Linked DNA regions of Callithrix jacchus: all the other regions are linked to region 2. Evidence: chromatin contacts called from public Hi-C data. All regions are on one chromosome and are shown on one strand. The core of a region is the stretch at or near the end of the contact, and the rest is flanking DNA. Distances in the headings are between cores, read along the strand shown.

Region 1 (3,445 bases), core at 531-3,030, 550 kb before region 2:
GATCTAACGCTGGGTGATCTCCTCTCCAGGTGTTCGTGGTTTCATTGTAGCCTTGATGTACAAGACAAATGCACACTGTACTCTGGGCTTACAAAACCATCTATCATCATCGTCTGGACATGACCAATACATAGTATGTTTCAGAGAAATTAATCTGGTGTTTAGGGGGAGAAAGGCATTTTCAACTCAGTCTCCATGCAGAACCTTCCCGCAAACCCTGCAGCGGCATTTTTCGACACTTTTCTCCTCTGTTTGGCAAGCCTGAAACTTGACCTTCGAGAGAATTTTTAAGGGTACAGCCTTCCTCCCTTTCCCTCGTCTGCTCCAAGAGTGCTCGCAGGCCTTCTTCTGGGAAGCAGCTGCTCTGGACCAGAGCTGGGAGAACCGCACCTCCAGGAGCGCGGGCGCGGTCGGGGAAGGGGGAGGCGGCGGCTGCGTTGCGGGGAAGGGAGGAGGCTGCAGGAGGGGGCAGGAGGTGGACGGAGGAGGAGGATCGGTCTGCATATGCATAAGGCACCCAGCACTGCCCTCTTCCCCGGCAGCTGCTCGGGCGGGGGCGAGGGAAGGAAGGGGAGGTGATGGGAGGAAATGAGGCTGGGGCTGGGCGGCCAGGACAGCCGCTGAGGCGGACGCGGGTTTGGAGAACGGAAGAGGTGATTTGCATGGCGCCTGGTGATTGGCTGCAGGCTGGGGGCTGGGCCTGAGAGGCGGCCCCTGAATGGTTTAACGGAGGAAATTACAAGATTCATTCGACTAAAGAAAGCCGGGGCGGGCCTGGTCGGCGCGATATGCAGCCTGTCCGCAAGGGGGCGAGATGGCCTATCTTTGTTCTGGTTAAAGGCTCCTTTTCCCTCCTCCCCCGCCCCCGCCCCCACCCCCCACACACAGACACATACGCAGAAAGTGCAGAGAAACCCTGTGATCCAGTCAACTGGCTCTGCCCCGTCTATTAAGAAAGATGAACACTCCTTTCTCTTCTATCTCCTTCATGGGAGACCACTTTTCATTTCAGATTATCACATCAATAAATATTCTTCGAGGAATAAAAAAGGCACTTTGCCAAAAGATAAGAGAATATATATGAAATGTGTGGACTGTGGAGAAAGACAATACATGAAGGCAGGAGAATAGGAACACACATGTAAATATGCACATAATCACCTCCGAGAACGCAAAGCACGGGAGGCAGAGACAAACAGAACACCTGGAGAGAATACGTAGTGCTCACAAGGTCCTCACAGACAGTGCACGCTCTCCCACACACCGAGGCATACACCCACTGACCGGCACGCAGTATCCCCTACACACACACACACACACACACACGCACACACACACACACACACACACACGCGGACCTCAGAAAAGGCATCCAAATGAATTCACACTCAGTGGAAAGACTGCCGAGAAAATACCAGAGAAGAATTAAAATGTTTCATCCCCTCCCCCTCCAAAAAAATACTCAAGCGAAATGACTCTATTTGCATAATACTAATATACGCAGGACGCAGACACAGTAAAGAAAAAAAGGCTCCATTTGATGCACACCAGAGAATGCGTGTATAAACACACACACACACACGCAAACGCACTCACGCGCGCCTGTGGGCGGGACACACCCACAGCCTATGTCCTCTGCCCACGGGCACAGGCAGAGCACCGATGCCATCAACGCGCTCAGTACAGTTGTCCAGAAAACACCAACGTGAGAAAAACGAAAGAAACCCACCCTACTCAGCCACGGAAGCACCATTCGAGAACCCAGGTTTTCTAAACACACACACACACACCAGGGCGCGCGCACACACACACACGCTTGTTAGACAAGCGAGTTGAGTTCGAAGAAATAATAGATGCACAATGGATAACTGAATGATGAAGAATTTCATCCGCTTAAACAATATTTTGAAATTATTTCAGCCTGATGATAGCTTTCTGGGTTGCTCCCTGAAAAATCGTTCCAAAGAAAAATAAAATATTTTCATTGATCCTGCTTTCCTTTTACTTTCTTTTTTCTTCTTTTCCTTTTATTTTTCAATGACCGAATACAGAGAGAATTCCCTTAAAGAAGGGTAGCCCTGTTTTTGTTTTTCGAGTCCATGAGCTTCCAGTTCATTTCCCAGGGAAGAAGGTGCCAGGGAGAGGTCCTTTGCAGCCTCCCAGCCAGACAGCGCCACAAAAGGCATTGTTACACATCCCAAATAACAAGGGCTGTCTATATATTTACAAATCTGTTCAAACATTTAACCTCTTAACTTGCTAAATATCCCCCTCTTCTCTTTCTTTCTTGCGTTCTCCGCTCTCCCGCCTTTCTGCTTCCTCCTCCTTTTCCTTTCTCTTTCTAAAAGAGGTAGGGGACGGGAAGCGCCTTTTCTTGAGTCCAAAATGAGTTCAGGGACTCTGGGCTTTACCTGACCCTATTCGAATGCCAATTTCGTTTTCAGGCAATTACCTGTCAGCCAAAAGATAGGGAATGGATCACCAGGGCTACCTTTTTTTTTTTTTTTTTAAGTATAAGCTTTTCTGTTGTCTTTCACTTTTTAAACTGCAGCGGAAAAGCATCCCCAAAATCGAAGAGATTTTCTAGACCCCTTAAAAGTTGCCAGTACCCCCAATCCGTGATGTCTCCTTCTGCGTTGCACCTCCTGCCCTTCCAGTGACTACTAGAGAGGACCTTCTAAAGACAGCCAGAAAGTTTCGGCTGTATTTGGCGACCTAGCCAAGGCCGGTGTGAGCCACACTCCTACTGCGGGCCAATGTGGGATGCCATCGTTGAGCATTTCTTACTGCTCAAACTTTTCTTATGAAGCTAATAACCTCATTCTCAGGGCTCATGTAAAATGTGAAACTACAGAGCAAAAGGGCCTTTAATGCAGCACAAGAGTTAGATCTCTCAAAAATTGGGGTATTCTTACTTTGATGCACAAAGGGAAAGTTGTGCCTGGGCAAGGTGGAAAGGCGCAGGCGGCGGGCTACCGACCCGGTGGGTGCCAACGCCCTACTCTGCAGGCAGGTGCCTTGGATGGGCTTCCTTTCAAAGGACCCACAAACGCCCTTACCCCAGGATCTTCCCGCTTCGCCCAGGACTCTACTGTGACGAAATTTAAGTGGCCTGGAGGGGCTTCTGCCTGACATTCTGGGTTTTCTTTTCGTAAATAAAAGAATTGCAAGCAAAATCCATTGCCTTTTAAGTTGAAACCGAAAGGGAGACCTCCCTTGGCACATTTTCTCTGTCCTAGAACAATGACTTTATCTATTTGTTTGTTTGTTTCTGAGTAGAGGAAAAAATGAAACTGCAGTTTAGCGAGACGTCATGTGTATATCAGATTTGTTCAGGTGTTCATAATATTTCAGCTTCTACCAGCTTTAGATGAGTGTTAGCCTCCGAGGTGCCCCACCTGGGATCAGCCAGATAGCACCTGAGGAAACCCAGCCCTCACCTTGG
Region 2 (3,316 bases), core at 387-2,886:
CTTGTGTGTGGAAGCTAGCAGGCAGACTGAATAAAGTGGGGAGAGAGAAGAGGCTTCCTTCTTCTGGAAATCTGCAGGGTCTTACTGACGTTTGGCTTCAGGGAATAGAGCTCCAGGGACACCTGTGTGCATCTGGCTGGAGAGGTGTGTGTGTGTGTGTGTGTGTGTGTGTGTGTGTGTGTGTAGGGAGGAGTGGGCACTTCATCAAAAATAATTTGAAAATATTGGTTCTATAATTCTGTCGCTATCAATTCGAGCCAGGTGCCAAGGTCACTAATGTGTCCAGGTTCACTCCTGGAAGACGGCAACATTACTGCTTTTGATGGTAGGAATATGGCTTCTTTCATTTCTTTGGCTCTTTAAGGTACTTCTTTTGAGTGGGGCGAGGCTCTAGCTTACCCCTCCTCCTTTCTTGATCTCGGCAAACAAAACCATTCTACCACTTGAGCCATCTGCTGCAGGTGTAATGGATGGCAGGGGGCTGACCTAACCACACTCCAGTCTCTTCTAGGTCGTCACCGCTCTGCACCAAACAAATGAGACCTGTTTCACCACTAGGGTGCCGAGGTGGATGGTGGATGCTGGCCCCCGCCCCTGGCAGCGCTCAGCTTTTAGAAACCGGAGCCAGCTGACAGCACGGGAAACACACAGGCACAGCGAAAACGCCGAGCCGACCACGCACTCCCTCTGCCCCTCCCTCTGCTCTCTGTAACAAGGGGGACACGTACACAGCCTTTACACACTTAAAAGCCCTCGCGACTCCCTCTGAATTCTTGGTTACTTATGACGGGCTTCCTCACTGCACATAGTCCCTGTTTGTGTGTGTGTGTGTGTACGCGCGCGCACGCGTGAATGTGCGTGTGTGTTTAAAACGCTTATTGGTAGGTCATCAGCAGCTGATCAGATATGGTAATCCAATAATTTTTTTTGAATACATACAATTTTTCGTTCAAGGTAATTTTTTAAAGGAAAAATGAAAAACTATTAATTTTCTGCGCCAAGTCTAGGGTTCCCAGTGTAGTTTCCAGAGAACAGCAGATCTGCGCAGCCCCCACCTTACCAAACTTTCCTTTTCTAGGGTTAGAGAGGGGCTCACTTTCTCACTTCAAGACAGAGCAGCTGCTCATTTGCACGCGGGTGTGTAAAAGAGGGAGCTCTCCAACGCGAGACTTAGGAAGGGAAATCGGGTAGCTGGAGCACCCCCGCAGTCTCTCGGAACCGTGGCTGGAGGCACAAGGTGCCCTGGGGCAAGAGCCTGGGGTCGGAGCTTCCAGGCGAACAGCATCCTCTGGGCCCCGGCCCTCTGGCAGAGGCACTCCTTCACCCGCACCCCATTCTCATTCCATTTTGATCATTACTTGAATAGCCCAGGTAAGGGTACCCATCTCTGGGCTATGGGCGGGGGCTGGACCTGACAGGTACAGACTCCGCGGGCCCCCAGTGTACTTACCTCGAGCGAGGCCCTGGCAAATGTTGGCCCAGAAGCATCAAGTTTCCTCTCCCAGCCGTTGTGCCAGATTTCCCCTCCTGCCTTCTGCTCCTCTCGGCCAGCTTCTTCTCTCTCTCTCTCTCTCTCTCTCTCTCTCTCTCTCTCTCTCTCTCTCTCTCCTCTCTGTCACACAAGAGGATTACTTGTGACTTTTAGAGGCAAAAGCTTGCTTATTCAGAGGAGAGAGGGAGGGGGAGAGGGAGAAAGGAGGCGGGAGGGAGGAGGGGGGAAGAGAGAGAAGTAGAAGGGGGATGGAAGATGAAGAGGAGGTGGAGAATCAGAAGGTAGTGCGGGCGTTGGTAGAGAAGGAGGAGGAAGAGGAGGAGGAGGAGGAGGGATGGGAGGGGTAGGGTGGAGTACCCGAAGATGGGCTGGGATGGGACAGCGAAAATAAATCGCTCCCCACCCAGCTGCGGTGCGACGCCCCCAGCGTCCCGGGGGAGCCGGTGCGTCAGCTCGCGGCTGGCCAAGGCGGGGCCGTACAAAAGCTGGCGCCGCGGGACCCCCTTCGTGGGCTTCTACCCGAGCAGACCGAGAGCTGGAGGCCGCTCCACGCGCGAGCTCGAACTACGGAGGGCTCTCAGCTCGGACAAGCGTGGCTGTCTACCGGCTCCATGCTCCACGGAACTTTGATTTTACTCCCGGGAGCCAGGTCATCCACTCCTGCATCTCAGACAAGAGCCGGAGGCTAGTGCAGCTTCCGTGCGTCCTCACTGTGGCCGCGGGGCACCCACCTTAGTCATAGCCCCTGGTCCCTGCGCTGCTCACGCCGCCGTTTTCCCCACTGGCCAGGCTCCCTCCGCCCGAGCCCTGCGTCTCTCTGTTCACATGGGGAACCCCCTCACCTCACCTCAGCTTGTTTTTACAGAGGGTGTGTGTGTGTGTGTGTGTGTGTGTGTACATAGCGCGCGCGCTCCAGGCTAGAAAGAAGGTAAAATCCCAGCACGAAAAAGTAGCTTCGGTCTACCGAAGCCTGGACACGAAAAAGTAGCTAAGGTCTCCTGTAGCTTGGAGCCCACGGCCAAGTCCGACCATATCCAGTGTTTGAGATTACCGTTTGCAGCAAGGGCCAAGGCGGGGGTTCACCGGATCATTTCAACTGAGTTTCAATGCGGCAAGGATTGTTTATCATTATTGCTAAGTCTGGCAAAAATAGGCCAAAAATAAAGAATAGTTGTAGAGAAAGAAGTGGAGGCATTTTAGCAATGATCAGGAACCAAAAGTGGTTGAAATGGATTTCTCGAACAAGAGCATCCACCGTGGATAAAGGTGAAAGCGGCAGACTCGCACAGAACCGCTTCAATACGTGATGGGATTAAAAAATAGGACCATGCTTTTCAACATAGACTACCCATTAGTTCTCTGTTAAATGCATTAAACTAGCCCCATGGAATGATTACATGGCAGCTTTTTAATGTACAAACACCAGGATTCTACAACGGATGCATACAAACCGTTTATAGCACTCCCTCTATACACACAACGCACACGGATTCTACAACGGATGCATACAACCCGTTCATAGCACTCCCTCTGTACACACATACGCACATTCAAAGAGACAAAGTTTTAATACCAATACCCCAAACTTGTAAATATATATTTTCTCAAACAACTATCCCTAAATGGAGTAATTTTCTTCTTCATTTCCTTGCTGACCTGTGCGACATTATAGTTATATAGCAGGTTACCAGGATCAACATAATTCTGCTTACATTCATTGTGGATGGCACGTCATAAAATGCCAGGGGGGAGGGAACCTTGAGGGGCGTGGAGAAGAAGGCTTTTATTAACAATTATATTCTCCTCTGGCAGTTTAAATAATAA
Region 3 (3,227 bases), core at 646-3,145, 910 kb before region 2:
TTTTGCAATTGCATATTATTTATAGTTTGAAAAGTTAAATATGCACACCTCTTCAACAGTACTCAATTAATTTGCTAAATCCTTTCAAGTAAGGATGTTTAATTTAAAATATTTATGTCTTTGAACACCACATGTATAAAGTCACAACTTGTATTTCGTATTGATTTTCAACCACAATAAAACATACATGAGGTCTTCAAAATTCTAAATTTAGCTATATAATTCTATAGCTTTTCCCACTAGCAGCCCCCTTTATTGGTGATTTAGAAACTTTAATCCTAGGTCATGACTAATATTATGCAGATGTTTGTTATACAAATGTAGAAATCAGCTTCTTTGTATCATTAAAAGGCAATTCAATGAAAACACTGTAAATTTAATTTTTCACATTATCCAAGAAGGAAATTATATTCTCAGAGTATAAGAATTTCTATCTGTAGATATAATTAATGTAATATTAAAATGTGTGAATCAATGGATCAAAAGGGAGAATGCCCAGGCCTATGAAAGAACTCTCAAATAGGGAAAGAATAAAATATGGATTTTGGTTAAGTAGACTTTATAAACGAAGTTCAAGCACACTTTCTATTCATATAAATAGTGTGTGTAATGCCATTTTAATGTCATTTTGCAAAGGACAGTGGAAACCTGTATTTCTGAGAGTGGCTAAAATATCTTAGTTTGTAAACAATACCTTTGCAATTTGACATTCCAAATGCTGCTTGTAGGGCAACACATCTGAGGGTTGGTAAGGATAGCACTATTTTGGGTGTTTCTAAGAAGCACAAAGTTGGTTCTTTGTCTTTATTACCTATTATTATCTCAAACTAGAATGCCAAAGGGGCATTTTATTAAAATAAAAAACCTGATGGATACAAGCCAAAAAAAAAAGCTTCAAGCCATTGAAAAGTTTGAAATCAAAACAGAAATTTTAAAGAAAAGTAGGATGTGAAAATAAAGTAGAGAAGAAGAAAAGGAAAGAGAGGTAATGGAGAAGTAGAGAAACGTGAAAGGAAGGGCCCTGGTTCTGAAAACACTTCCGCTTAAACCAAAATGGCACCCAAACTTTTAAGCCAGGGTATTTCAACTGCCTGAGTATTTCATCCTGAACAATTTGTATTTTTCAAGCAAAATAACCCCTTTGTGTCCAAATTCTCTGAATAATTATGGCAATTCCTCTCTTTTATTTGCCTTATAGGCACTACTTAAATACCAACAGGAGCAGCTCACTGAGTTCACAAGGCCTTCCGGAGACTTCTCACAAAGCCGCTAGATGGCATGAGAGCACTGCACTGGACCCGCTCAGCCACACGGCCGCGTGTAACACTGAGGCATTTATTCTCTTCATGCTGAGAGCTCAGTGTTTAGTCAAGTAAGATGCGTTTTCTTTTAGAGAGATCTTTCTGCGTTGCATGACACTTTTCAGGACACAAAGAGGGTATTCCGCCCTCCCCATACACACACTAAGAAAATGTCGAATTAAATTTGGAATAGTAAAAATCATTTCAGTATTTACTGGGGCTTCCTGAGAACTTTACCTTTCAGCTCTTTAGGGGATAGTCTGCTATTTGTTATGCAGCCTTCCTTAATAGGTAGTTAGAGGGAAAAAGTCCCTTCAGCATTATGCCTGTGCTCAAACAACTGCAGACAAAGTTTGCATATTCTCAGTCATCTCTCTCTTTCTCCTGATTTTTTTTTTCATCAAAAATTCTCTTTGTTTTTCTTCATCTGATATTGTGGGGTCCCTCATTAAGGACTGTAATATGAAAAGCCAGATTTAAAACTGCTGTCAGAAAGAAGGTTGTCCTCTTTTAATATTCTTTGCCAGCAAAGCAAAAGGAACTGTCTTTGTTCCTGCTTTTTAAATGCAATGTTTTTTGCTTTATTTAATGTTTCTGCCGGATCACTAGGCACCTTCTAATCTACCCTCCAAACTTTGAGATATACTTTTATATTTGGTGTCTTTGCAGTTTCCCAATATATGCATGAGGCATCTCTCTGTGCCTCCACAACAGGACTAATTACCATATTCTCCAGATATTATCACTATCTCCCTTCACAAAATGTCCATTGTAAAAGCTGTTTTGATCTTTTGGATAAGTGCCTTAATTTAAAATAATAGCAAAAAGGTAAAATTAGGCCTGTATGCTCAGCAGTGCATGAATGACAGATCTGTTGTAGTTTGGGGTATATTTTTAAAGATTTCTTTTAAAACCTCTTATAGCAAATTTACATTTGATCAAAAATGATATTACACATTGGCAAACTGAAGTGCATAATTTCCTTCATGTGCTACTGATATAGTTATGTTTATACATATAATGGGTTCTACAGTTTTGATATAATATCATAGTTCTATAGTTTTGATATAATATCATACCAGTTCAAAAACTGAAAGATTTTTAAAGGCATTTTTTTCAGTTTTCATTCACCCCTGAAAAGTTATTTTTTTCTTGTATAGTGTCTCAGAACAAGATGTATCATTTTTAATGCACACTGTTAGCCCTAATATCCATGAATTTATGAAAACCAGAGATTTTATGAGGGCATTCAACTAAAATATTTGGTAAGATAAGAATTCAATAATGTAGTCATACCTCTTTAAAATGAAAATATTGGAGAACAAATGGGCAACTTGGCAAAACTTGATAGCGTTGCATTTTTGTTTTTATCCTGTGCAGTTCTGGTTTATAAGAACATGTTAATTTGTCATATGAATAGATGAAATGAGTCATATGAATTATGTTTTAATTGGTTCTAATCTTTGATATCATTAAAATCTTCACTTTGGATATAATCCCCCCAATCCATGATTATTATTATACAATGTGTTGCTATAAAGCAGACAGATAAAGATATCTTGAAATAGGAGCCCCATGTGTGCACAGCTTTGCTTTCCTCTTAGACATTATATGTAATTCAAGTAACAAGTTAGTCAATTTATTATAAGAAATATAAAATAAGACCAATACTTTAATCATTTTAAAGTGAATGATTCTATATACAGATCTAAAACAATTTACAGAAATATAATTTTAGCTGGTTGTGAATGGCCACTAAGCTTTTCTGTGACTGACAGCCGACTGGTTAACATCAGCGAGACATTAAGCTCCTTTGTGCTTGAAAATCCACCTGGGAGTGTATATATGTGCTCTAAAGCTGCCCACTCAGTTCTGTTTGATCACTTGCAGAAAACTAATAGCTTCTCACTGATTCTGAGAGGGGTA

Evidence for each region. A called contact is a pair of places that touch in the nucleus more often than the background predicts.
Region 1: a contact with region 2 is called in a Hi-C map of skeletal muscle, with 9 times the contacts expected there. The contact joins the promoter of LOC144581428 here to the promoter of LOC128931353 in region 2. A contact is called at or near these places in 3 of 3 Hi-C or Micro-C datasets (induced pluripotent stem cells and skeletal muscle).
Region 3: a Hi-C map of induced pluripotent stem cells shows a contact between it and region 2, with 6 times the contacts expected there. The contact joins the enhancer-like site here to the promoter of LOC128931353 in region 2. A contact is called at or near these places in 3 of 3 Hi-C or Micro-C datasets (induced pluripotent stem cells and skeletal muscle).

What each region holds. Positions count from the first base shown.
Region 1 is chr2:122,667,093-122,670,537 of calJac240_pri, reverse strand. It overlaps LOC144581428, which reads right to left and starts at 1,780. Exons shown (of 5, transcript XM_078365243.1): 1 at 1,730-1,780. The coding sequence starts at 1,753.
Region 2 is chr2:122,117,940-122,121,255 of calJac240_pri, reverse strand. It overlaps LOC128931353, which reads right to left and starts at 1,636. Exons shown (of 2, transcript XM_078365238.1): 1 at 1,451-1,636.
Region 3 is chr2:123,031,234-123,034,460 of calJac240_pri, reverse strand. LOC128931355 (a long non-coding RNA gene) reads left to right here. Exons shown (of 3, transcript XR_013532589.1): 2 at 1,199-1,372. All of the region lies in intron 1 of LOC118151475 (a long non-coding RNA gene), which reads right to left. Among named protein-coding and RNA genes, the nearest start is that of CCNH, 430 kb to the left of the region's middle. Within about 2 kb of position 1,895, at least 3 of the 16 cell types and tissues checked have an H3K27ac peak or open chromatin away from gene starts, as enhancers often do.